Regions from separate parts of the Rattus norvegicus genome. Here regions 1 and 2 are each linked to region 3. Evidence: chromatin contacts called from public Hi-C data. All regions are on one chromosome and are shown on one strand. The core of a region is the stretch at or near the end of the contact, and the rest is flanking DNA. Distances in the headings are between cores, read along the strand shown.

Region 1 (2,795 bases), core at 14-2,513, 75 kb after region 3:
GGGACTGAGGAGGGAGGGAAGGAAGAGGGAAGGGAGACAAACAGATAGAGAAAAGCCCTGTATTCTAATCTAGTGAAGCTTTGATCTCCAGAGTCAACCAAACACAATTCGGAATACAGTGAGTACAGGAAAGGTGTCAGCCATGGGCCTCCACTACTCCTCCCTACCTTGACCTTTGGCCTTGGCCTTCACAGGATTAAAAAAAGCATAGCAAATATCACACAGAAAAACATGTTTAAAATAAACATTTTAAAACAAGGAATTAGGTGATCACACAGTTCCCATTTTAAAGGACCAAGCCTTAGGTGGTGGAACACACAGGGGTAACCCGAGAACTTGGGAGACAGAGGCACATTCAAGGCCAGCCTGGTCTATATATCAAGTTCCAGACTAGTCAGGGCTACATAGTGAAATACACATACATACATATGTATGTAGGTACAAGAATGCATGCATGAGTCAAAGCTTCTTCCTTAAAGCAATCTGTAAAACAAACAGCATCAGACGCTTCCTCCTCACTTTCTCCCCATTTTCTGTCCCCCTTTCTCCACATCTCTCACTTTCCTCCACTCCGAACATCGAGAGACCTGTACGTGAGCTGCTCCCAGCTTCCCAGGTTCCTGCATTCCCAGTCAACTCTGCTTTTAAAGTCTCTCAGACCTTAGACTTTTGGACAGCACAGAACGCTGTTTATGGCCCTAGGAGTCTTTTCCTCTGGATTCCAACATGACTCCATCCCTTCCTGTCCATCTTCCCCACACCCCTCTCCTCCGATACCCTTGCTGCATCTTCCTTCCTGTCTGAGCTCCTTATCCCTCCTGGCGGCCAGCGTGCCAATCCACCCCATCAGTGTTCCATCTGTAATTTCTCTGTTTCTGTGGGAAAACAAGACAGGAGTGGCCGCTGCAGAAGACAATGTCCACAGTGGCCTGTGGGAGGCTGCTGGCACGGACCAGAGCAAAAGCTGTCCACTGCAGCAGAAGAGACAGGTCTCTTCAGACAGATGCCTAGCCGCCTGAGCTCGCAGGTATCACAGTCATCTTGCCTGGCAAAACTAGGGAAAAGTCTGATAGATTCCAGATGATTTCAAAACACACTTGAGGGGGAGACTCTCAAGTGGAATTATGCTGGTGCAATACTATCTCTGTAGTATCTTATAAATTGGAGGGTTTAAAATAGAAATTTGACAGTTTCCAGTTAGGGATGATAAACATTGAACTTTGTTCTCTGTCAGCCCCGGGTCATTATGAGGAAAGAGAGTTCACTCAGAGTTGAAACTGAACAACCAGGAAAAGCAGAAGGAAATGCACTGTGTATGAGCACTGGGAAGGCTTAAATGGGTTGAAAAATGGTTGGAAAATCTGTGAAAATGTATGACTAAGCATGAGGCATACCTCCACAATGCAACCTGGCATGCCTCCTCAGTCTTCTGAAGGAAGAAAACAGGCTTGAGCAGGCTGCTAAAGAAGACCCAGGAACATCTTCTGCACCGCCAACCTATCAATGTCAGCAAATGTTCTGAGCCAGCGCTCTAGCAGACTCGAGCCTTTCATTTTATGCAGTTTATAACTCTACCTAGCTGGGCTTGCAGGCATAGGCCTGAGGGCAGCTTTATCACAAGTTCACAGCCTTTGTGAGAAGGGTTTGAGGTCAGCCTGGGAAACTTAGCATAGACCTTGAATCAAAATAAAATGTAAAAAAGGTGGTGGGAAATGGCTACCAACCTAGTGTGTGTGAGGGCATGGTGTGTGCAAGTGCATGTGTGTAGCATGTGTGGTGTTTAGTATGTAGTGTATGTGTGTGATGTCAGTTTGTACTGTTACTGACCATGTAAAGCTTGATCACTTGGTTAAAACCATAACTGAAGGAGCATATATTTGTACAAATATGTGCATATGTGTATATGTGCGCACAGACACACATGTATGCATCTATGTTTACATATGTTCATACTTATTTGCCCATGCTATACAGCAGAGCTTTGTGTGTACGAGTGAGTGCTGTGCCACTGAAGTGCAGCTCCCAGGCCTCTTTCAGCCGGGGCATGGAGGTGGGCAGGGCCTCGTGCATGCCAAGTCCTGGTCCCACTGTGCAGCTCAGGACGACCTTGGTCTTCTTGTCCTTGCATCTCCGTTTTTCAAATGCTGGGATGGTAAGTGTGTGTCACCCTGCCCCATTTGTTTGGTACCAAGGATCAAAGTGGAGGCTTCCTGCAATGCTGGACAAGCACTCTACCATCAGAGTTACATCCATTGCCCTCTTCTTTCGACCTTTAATTTGAAATTTTCAAGCCTAGAGAAGACCGGGAAGAAAGCATCAAGAATACTATGTAGTCCCATCTCTAAGACATCCTTTTTGAAAAACTAATACTCACAGTCATGGCATGGGCGCTGGGCACGTGCACACGACGGGTGGCACACTTACTTGCAAAAGCACGAGTATAAAGTTCAGAGGAGAGGTTTGTGGACTCAGCTCTCTCCTACACTTCTGTGGGTTCTGAGGCTCAAATTCATCATCAGGTTACAGTGTAGGCATCTTCACCTGACCAGCCCAACCCAACCATTTATACAAATATAATGTCATAAAATACCCAATAGTCTAAGTACAGACAAACCAGAATCGTGTAATTCCAACTTCATGCTTAATTTCCCCAACTGTCCCAGCACCCTTATTGTTATTTTTCATGACTTATAAATACTTTAAAAGTTTAATAGTTTGGAAGGGTTCATTTGTAAAATGTCTCTAGCACCTAGGTTTATCCGTTTCATTTTTATTAGATTCCACTGAGATATTCA
Region 2 (2,700 bases), core at 107-2,606, 120 kb before region 3:
AAAAGTCACGAACTTTTATGGCAATGTGACATATATGAGCTAAACAATGTAAATCAACGTTCGAGCCTAGAAAGACAAGTCTTGTTAGAGCCAGTGGAACCACTCGGTAGTGAAATATTTCAGGGAGTGTGCTTAATGTGGCACCAAGCAAAGCAATAAGACAACATGAACGTGGTCAACATGGTCATGATGCCCAGTCAGCATTCTCTTGTGAGCTAACTTCCTCGTTTGGTGCCTGTAACTGTGAAGCAAATATTGCTCCTAGGGTGGCAATGCAGAAAGGTACCAGGGCACAAAGATGTGTACTTTTAGAATGAGGGAGCCGAAGACCCTGATGGCTGAGGCAGTAAGACAGACTAGAGCTGGAGAATGACGTAGGTGAAACTTGTTCATCCCTCCTTTGGGAGTTGTTTGGGTTCTGCCTCTAAGTCAGACTAGGCTCACAGCAGCCTGTAAATCCCGCTCCTGATGGTTCCTCTGCACTCTTGTGGGCTTTTCAGGAGTGTATAAATGTATAAATACACAGAAACACACAGCTTTAGGTCTTGGTAGGCAGTGGTGGCGCACACCTTTAATCCCAGCACTCAGGAGGCAGAGGCAGGCAGATCTGAGGCCAGTTTGGTCTGCACGGTGAATTTCAGGATAGCTAGAACTACACAGAGAAACCCTGTCTCAGAAAACAAAGAAACAAAGTTTGGTTTGTTTGTTTTTTAACTAAAAAGAAAAGAAGACAGAGCTAATGAAAATTGTTCCTCCATCCTAAGCAGAATTCCAGAGGAACTAGAACAGACCCTAGTCTACTTCCTTTTTATTTTATATTATTTAAAAAAAAATAGCTTTTATTTGTATGTGTATATGTTTTCGTGTGTGTGTGTGTGTGTGTGTGTGTGTGTGTGTGTGTGTGTGTGAATGCACATGTATGTGCCTACATGTGTGTATGGAAGACTCAGATGTCAAACTCAGATGTCACCTTCAGCACCTGTATCACTAACGTAGAGCTTGCCAGTTTTAGGAGGCCAGCCAGTGAACCCAGGGATCCAGCTGTCTGAGGCCCCAGCGCTGCGATCACATTTATCCCGCCACATCCAGCCTTTAGAGAGAGATTATGGGGATTAAACCCAGTCTTCATGCTCGTCCGTCCGGCTACTGCTTTACTGACTGAGCTCTCTCCACCCTATGGATGTGGACTTTCAAAAGAGACCATTTTAAGGCCTTTGGCTGTCATAAAGCTGCTTGCATGTTTCGAAGAAGAATAGCAGCTCCCTCCAGGTAGGTGAAGGCCTCTCTGTCCCCTCCTGATCTTTCTTATGGAGCCCTTTCCTTCTCAGTGCCTCTTCCCTCATGCCTGTGCTCTCGGCTGCATGGAGGGCTGTGAGGAGAAGTGGGATCAGCTCACAGTTGAGTCTGAGGACCTGAAGGAACCCCAAAGGAGCTTCTGTAGCAATGAGCAGTCAGGGTAGGAGGCTCTTCACTGTGAGTGGGGAGGCACTGAGGACACAGACAGGGTAGCATAGCAATGACAAAGGTTGTCAGAAAGGGAGAAATCACATGTGGGGCTCCTTGGCATGTTTTAGAGAGGAATCTTTAGATTGTGGTGGAATAAGTTCTGCTGGGCTCATTCTGAAGCCTCGCGGGACATAGCCCTTCCCATTTTGTGTTTAGAGAATCTTTTAAGATGTGATGCATCTCTCTGCCCCTGTCTTATTTATAGATGAGGGACTTGGCTGAAATCTACCAGGATGCTAGAAATGTCCACTTGACTCAACCATGATCTAAATGCAAGAGGCCATGTGGGCTGTGACAGACTGCGTTACACCCAAACAAAGGAGTCCATTCATTGCTTGTCTTTTAAAAATGACAGGCTTTGACGTATAAGAGGGTTGGGTTACCCAGAACATCTGACTTCAATATTACCCCAGGCTTGCTAACCTCTGCCAAGACATAACCCCAAATGAGACCCTATAAATCATTTACTAAGGCAAATGCTCTTCACCAACCCCAGATAGGACACACCTCGGGCTCAACACGATTGCTGGCCCCAGCCTCATGCTCCTTTTCTATCCAGAGGTTGAAATGACCATTTATAAGATTGCTTTGGAATACAATAAAAGCAATAGGATGATCTCAAACAAAGCCTCCCCTGCCAGGATTTGTGGTCATCTGTGTCCTGATGTAACCTCTTCTCCAAACCTTGTCTGGAGATGGGAAGATGGTAGCCTTCTTCCCACAGGGAAACGGCAGAGCCTAAACGTGTCATAGTGAACACGTTTCCCTCCTTGTCTGATAACTGCGGCCCAGACCCTTCAGCACACCGAGTCTACACCAAGCCAGGCATGCCTTCCCACAGCGCAAGATTACAGGATATGAAAATTACAGAAGAGAGATATCCTCTAACCGAAAGAAATTTTATCCACCGAGTAATTACTTTAAGAAGCATAATATTTGTTTGTTTTTAAATGAAATAGCTCTCTTGGCTTTTTTTTTGAAAGCTTATCAAAAATGTGTAATTCCTCAGAAACAAGGGAAACTTTGAACTTGGGCATGAAGAGCAGAAGCTAAAGTCCTGGTGACTTGGTTACATTTCATGTTGCTTGACCAAATGCCCAAGAAAAGACTACTTAAGGGAATGACTTACTTTTGCTGATAGTATGAGGGTACCCAGTCCATCATGGTGGGAAGGGCACACAGTCCATCATGGTG
Region 3 (2,790 bases), core at 114-2,613:
ATGGCTTGCAGCCTTCACTTTATATGCGCGCGCGCGCGCGCACACACACACACACACACACACACACACACACACACACACAAACACATGAATGCACAAACACTTCTGTCTCCCTTTTCCCTCCATCCTTAAAAATAATTAAAAGAAAAAGATGATAAAACAGACGCTGACGCACTGCCTGTCCTATGGGACAAAAAGAGAAGAAAATGGCAATAGTAGACACATAATAGCATATATTAGTATATTTTAAAACATTCGTGTATCCATTTGAACTGATGCAGCTTACATATACGAGGAAAGAGAAGCCATAGTTCCTATGAAGCACACATTTTGAAACAGTGTCAAATGGAGCCCCCCTTGTAGAGTACTCTCGTGCCAGATGGCTCCGGGGCAAATGAACAGAGGCACAATTACTCCCCAGCTCTTTAACTTGGGGAAACTGAGGGAGCCATTCTCTTAATTTTATTGGCATCATTTCTTTATTATTATTATTAACACTACTTTCGTGTCTTACACATCACACTCCAATTTTACAGGCATATTTATTTTAGGGTGACCTCAGTCTAGGGAGCTACTTGAATAAAAACAGCAACGGACCCAGGAGGAACTGAGTCCCCCCTGAGCCCACCTGGATGCTTCACCCACACCAGTCATTCTGTAGGTATTTCACAGGACCGTCTTTGAAGTAAAAGTGACATGACATCTAATCAGCTGGAACTCAGAGGAGTAGGCCCCAGGGAAAACCATATCCAACAAGTGGAGTGCAAGATGGGTCTTGCTAGAATGCAGCACACCACTTAGCTCGAAAAATAAAATAAAATCACCATGCATAAAATCAGAGTTCTGCCTGACTGTACTAGGAGGACATAGAGTCATTACAAAAAAAAAAAAAAGGAAGTTAAAAAAAATGCTTACAAACCCTTACAACCCTTTAAACTACGACTCCAGCACACGTTTGCTCATTCCTCTTGGCTCCTCCATTTGGTTTGACAGAAAAAGTATCTTAGTCAGAAAAAACGTAACCACTCCCTCCCACCCCAGCCCCGCAGGACCAACCGAATCAAAAGTATTCTTTTCTAACGAAGCAATAGCACAAGCCTTCTCCTATCGTCGCCCCATCTCCCTGATGGCACTGAAAGAAAATCTGACACAAAACAGAAAGTTCAAAGCGTTACTAACCTGGGGCCCCTGGCAAAAAGCGGCGCTCCATTTTACTCTAAAGAATGAATTCTTCCTATGAAGCTAATGTCCAAAGCAGTTGAAAGTCGAGATGGGGGGAAATTGGCTATCCTACAAATCCACAAAAACAGGGGAAGCCGGCCTGTTCCAAAGCTCAACTTTGGCAGGCTCCCTAAGGAAATTCAACTGGGTCAAACCCACAGAGCACTTTAGCCTATAAGCTTCAATAATGAACTCAAACCACGCCCCATATGCTAAATAGACGCTCCGCCGTGAGAAAAGAAAAGCCACACAGAATAGAGTTAAGGCTTCAGTTTTGCACTTGTTGCCCAAGAAAGCCAGAGCACACACTTAAACAAAGAGAACTGTGATTCACTTGTGTCCCCTAAGACACTGCACTAAAGGGGCTGATTCACGCTAAACAAGGGCAGTACAGTCTCCCCTCCACCGGGGGCCATGAAATGACTTTTTCAAGTGTTGCCTAAGTTGGGTGCCGATCCTGAAGCATACAGTACTGTAATTTAAGACTGTGTCGGAAGATGTACAGCATTATTGTCTCTGAGAGTCAAACTCATACTATCGCTAGCTTTGCATTTTCCCATAATATAGAACAAATTTAAAACTTCATTACAAATGCCCAAATATTAATGTAGGTCACGAGGAAAGTCTGTCAACAAACCTTCTCATGTTAGGTCTAACTTGTCTGAAAGTCTGTAAGTCAGCTTTCTTTATATCAGTTCATCACTTAAGATACATTTGTAGGATAAAAGGGGGTATTTTCCCTCCGAAGGGACCAAGATAATGGCTCAGCAAGAAAAGGGGCTTGCTGCCAAGCCTGATGACCCAAGTTCAAAACTTCAGGACCCATAGGGTGAAGGAGAAAACCATCTCCTAGGTGTCGTCCTCTGATCTCTACATGAACACATACACTTAGACACATGTGTACTCACAAAAATATTTTTTAGAGACAGTTTCCCTGTGTTACCAGCCTTGGCTGTCCTGGAACTTAACTCTGTGTATTTATAGAGATCCACCAGTCTCTGCCTCCCAAGTGCTGGGATTAAAGTCATGTACCACCACACCTGCTTAAAAAGAGATTTTCAAATGCATCGTCTTTTAATAACATATACCCTGGTTTCAAAATAAGCAATGTAAATTTACTTGTCGCTCTACAAAAATGTAATTGGTAAGTTTTTCCAAATGACTAAGCCCTGAAACACAGTCAATAGAGTCCCGACATACTGCTCAATTTGGCCTTTCAACATAACACACTCACAATAACTACAACTGTCCCCTGTCTTTCAACCCCAGGAATAACATTAATTTCAAAGGCTTGCTATTTTTTTTTACACAAAGTTCTAATTTATTTAAACAAGTCTACTTTAACATAAAAATCTAGATTTCCTCAATAGTGTAACACAATCAAACAGGGCAAGGGAAACCTGACTCATTCACCGCCAAGCAGAACTTAGGTGCTAAAGTTAAGTTACTCAACGCCTGTGACACACCCAGAAGGGATTTGCGCATTTAGCTCTGCAATGTCAGGCAGGAAAACCCGGAGATGGTGCAGATCCAACACCCACCTCTTCATCTCCCTAATCCAGGCCCCAG

The links. A called contact is a pair of places that touch in the nucleus more often than the background predicts.
Region 1: a Hi-C map of liver shows a contact between it and region 3, with 2.9 times the contacts expected there. The contact joins the enhancer-like site here to the promoter of Pld1 in region 3. A contact is called at or near these places in 2 of 12 Hi-C or Micro-C datasets (liver and mammary epithelial cells).
Region 2: a Hi-C map of Schwann cells shows a contact between it and region 3, with 8 times the contacts expected there. The contact joins the enhancer-like site here to the promoter of Pld1 in region 3. A contact is called at or near these places in 10 of 12 Hi-C or Micro-C datasets (the A7r5 cell line, the Rat2 cell line, Schwann cells and 5 more) and 1 of 1 datasets of contacts at active chromatin or transcription factors (oligodendrocytes).

The regions. Positions count from the first base shown.
Region 1 is chr2:112,745,494-112,748,288 of GRCr8, reverse strand. No RefSeq gene overlaps it. Among named protein-coding and RNA genes, the nearest start is that of Tmem212, 5.0 kb to the right of the region's middle. Within about 2 kb of position 1,263, at least 6 of the 93 cell types and tissues checked have an H3K27ac peak or open chromatin away from gene starts, as enhancers often do. A contact at or near this core is called in liver, where this site is marked.
Region 2 is chr2:112,938,172-112,940,871 of GRCr8, reverse strand. All of the region lies in intron 21 of Pld1 (phospholipase D1), which reads right to left. The region is part of intron 2 of LOC120100789 (a long non-coding RNA gene); the gene reads left to right. Among named protein-coding and RNA genes, the nearest start is that of Pld1, 120 kb to the right of the region's middle. Within about 2 kb of position 1,356, at least 3 of the 93 cell types and tissues checked have an H3K27ac peak or open chromatin away from gene starts, as enhancers often do.
Region 3 is chr2:112,820,749-112,823,538 of GRCr8, reverse strand. It overlaps Pld1 (phospholipase D1), which reads right to left and starts at 1,363. Exons shown (of 27, transcript NM_001399082.1): 1 at 1,180-1,363.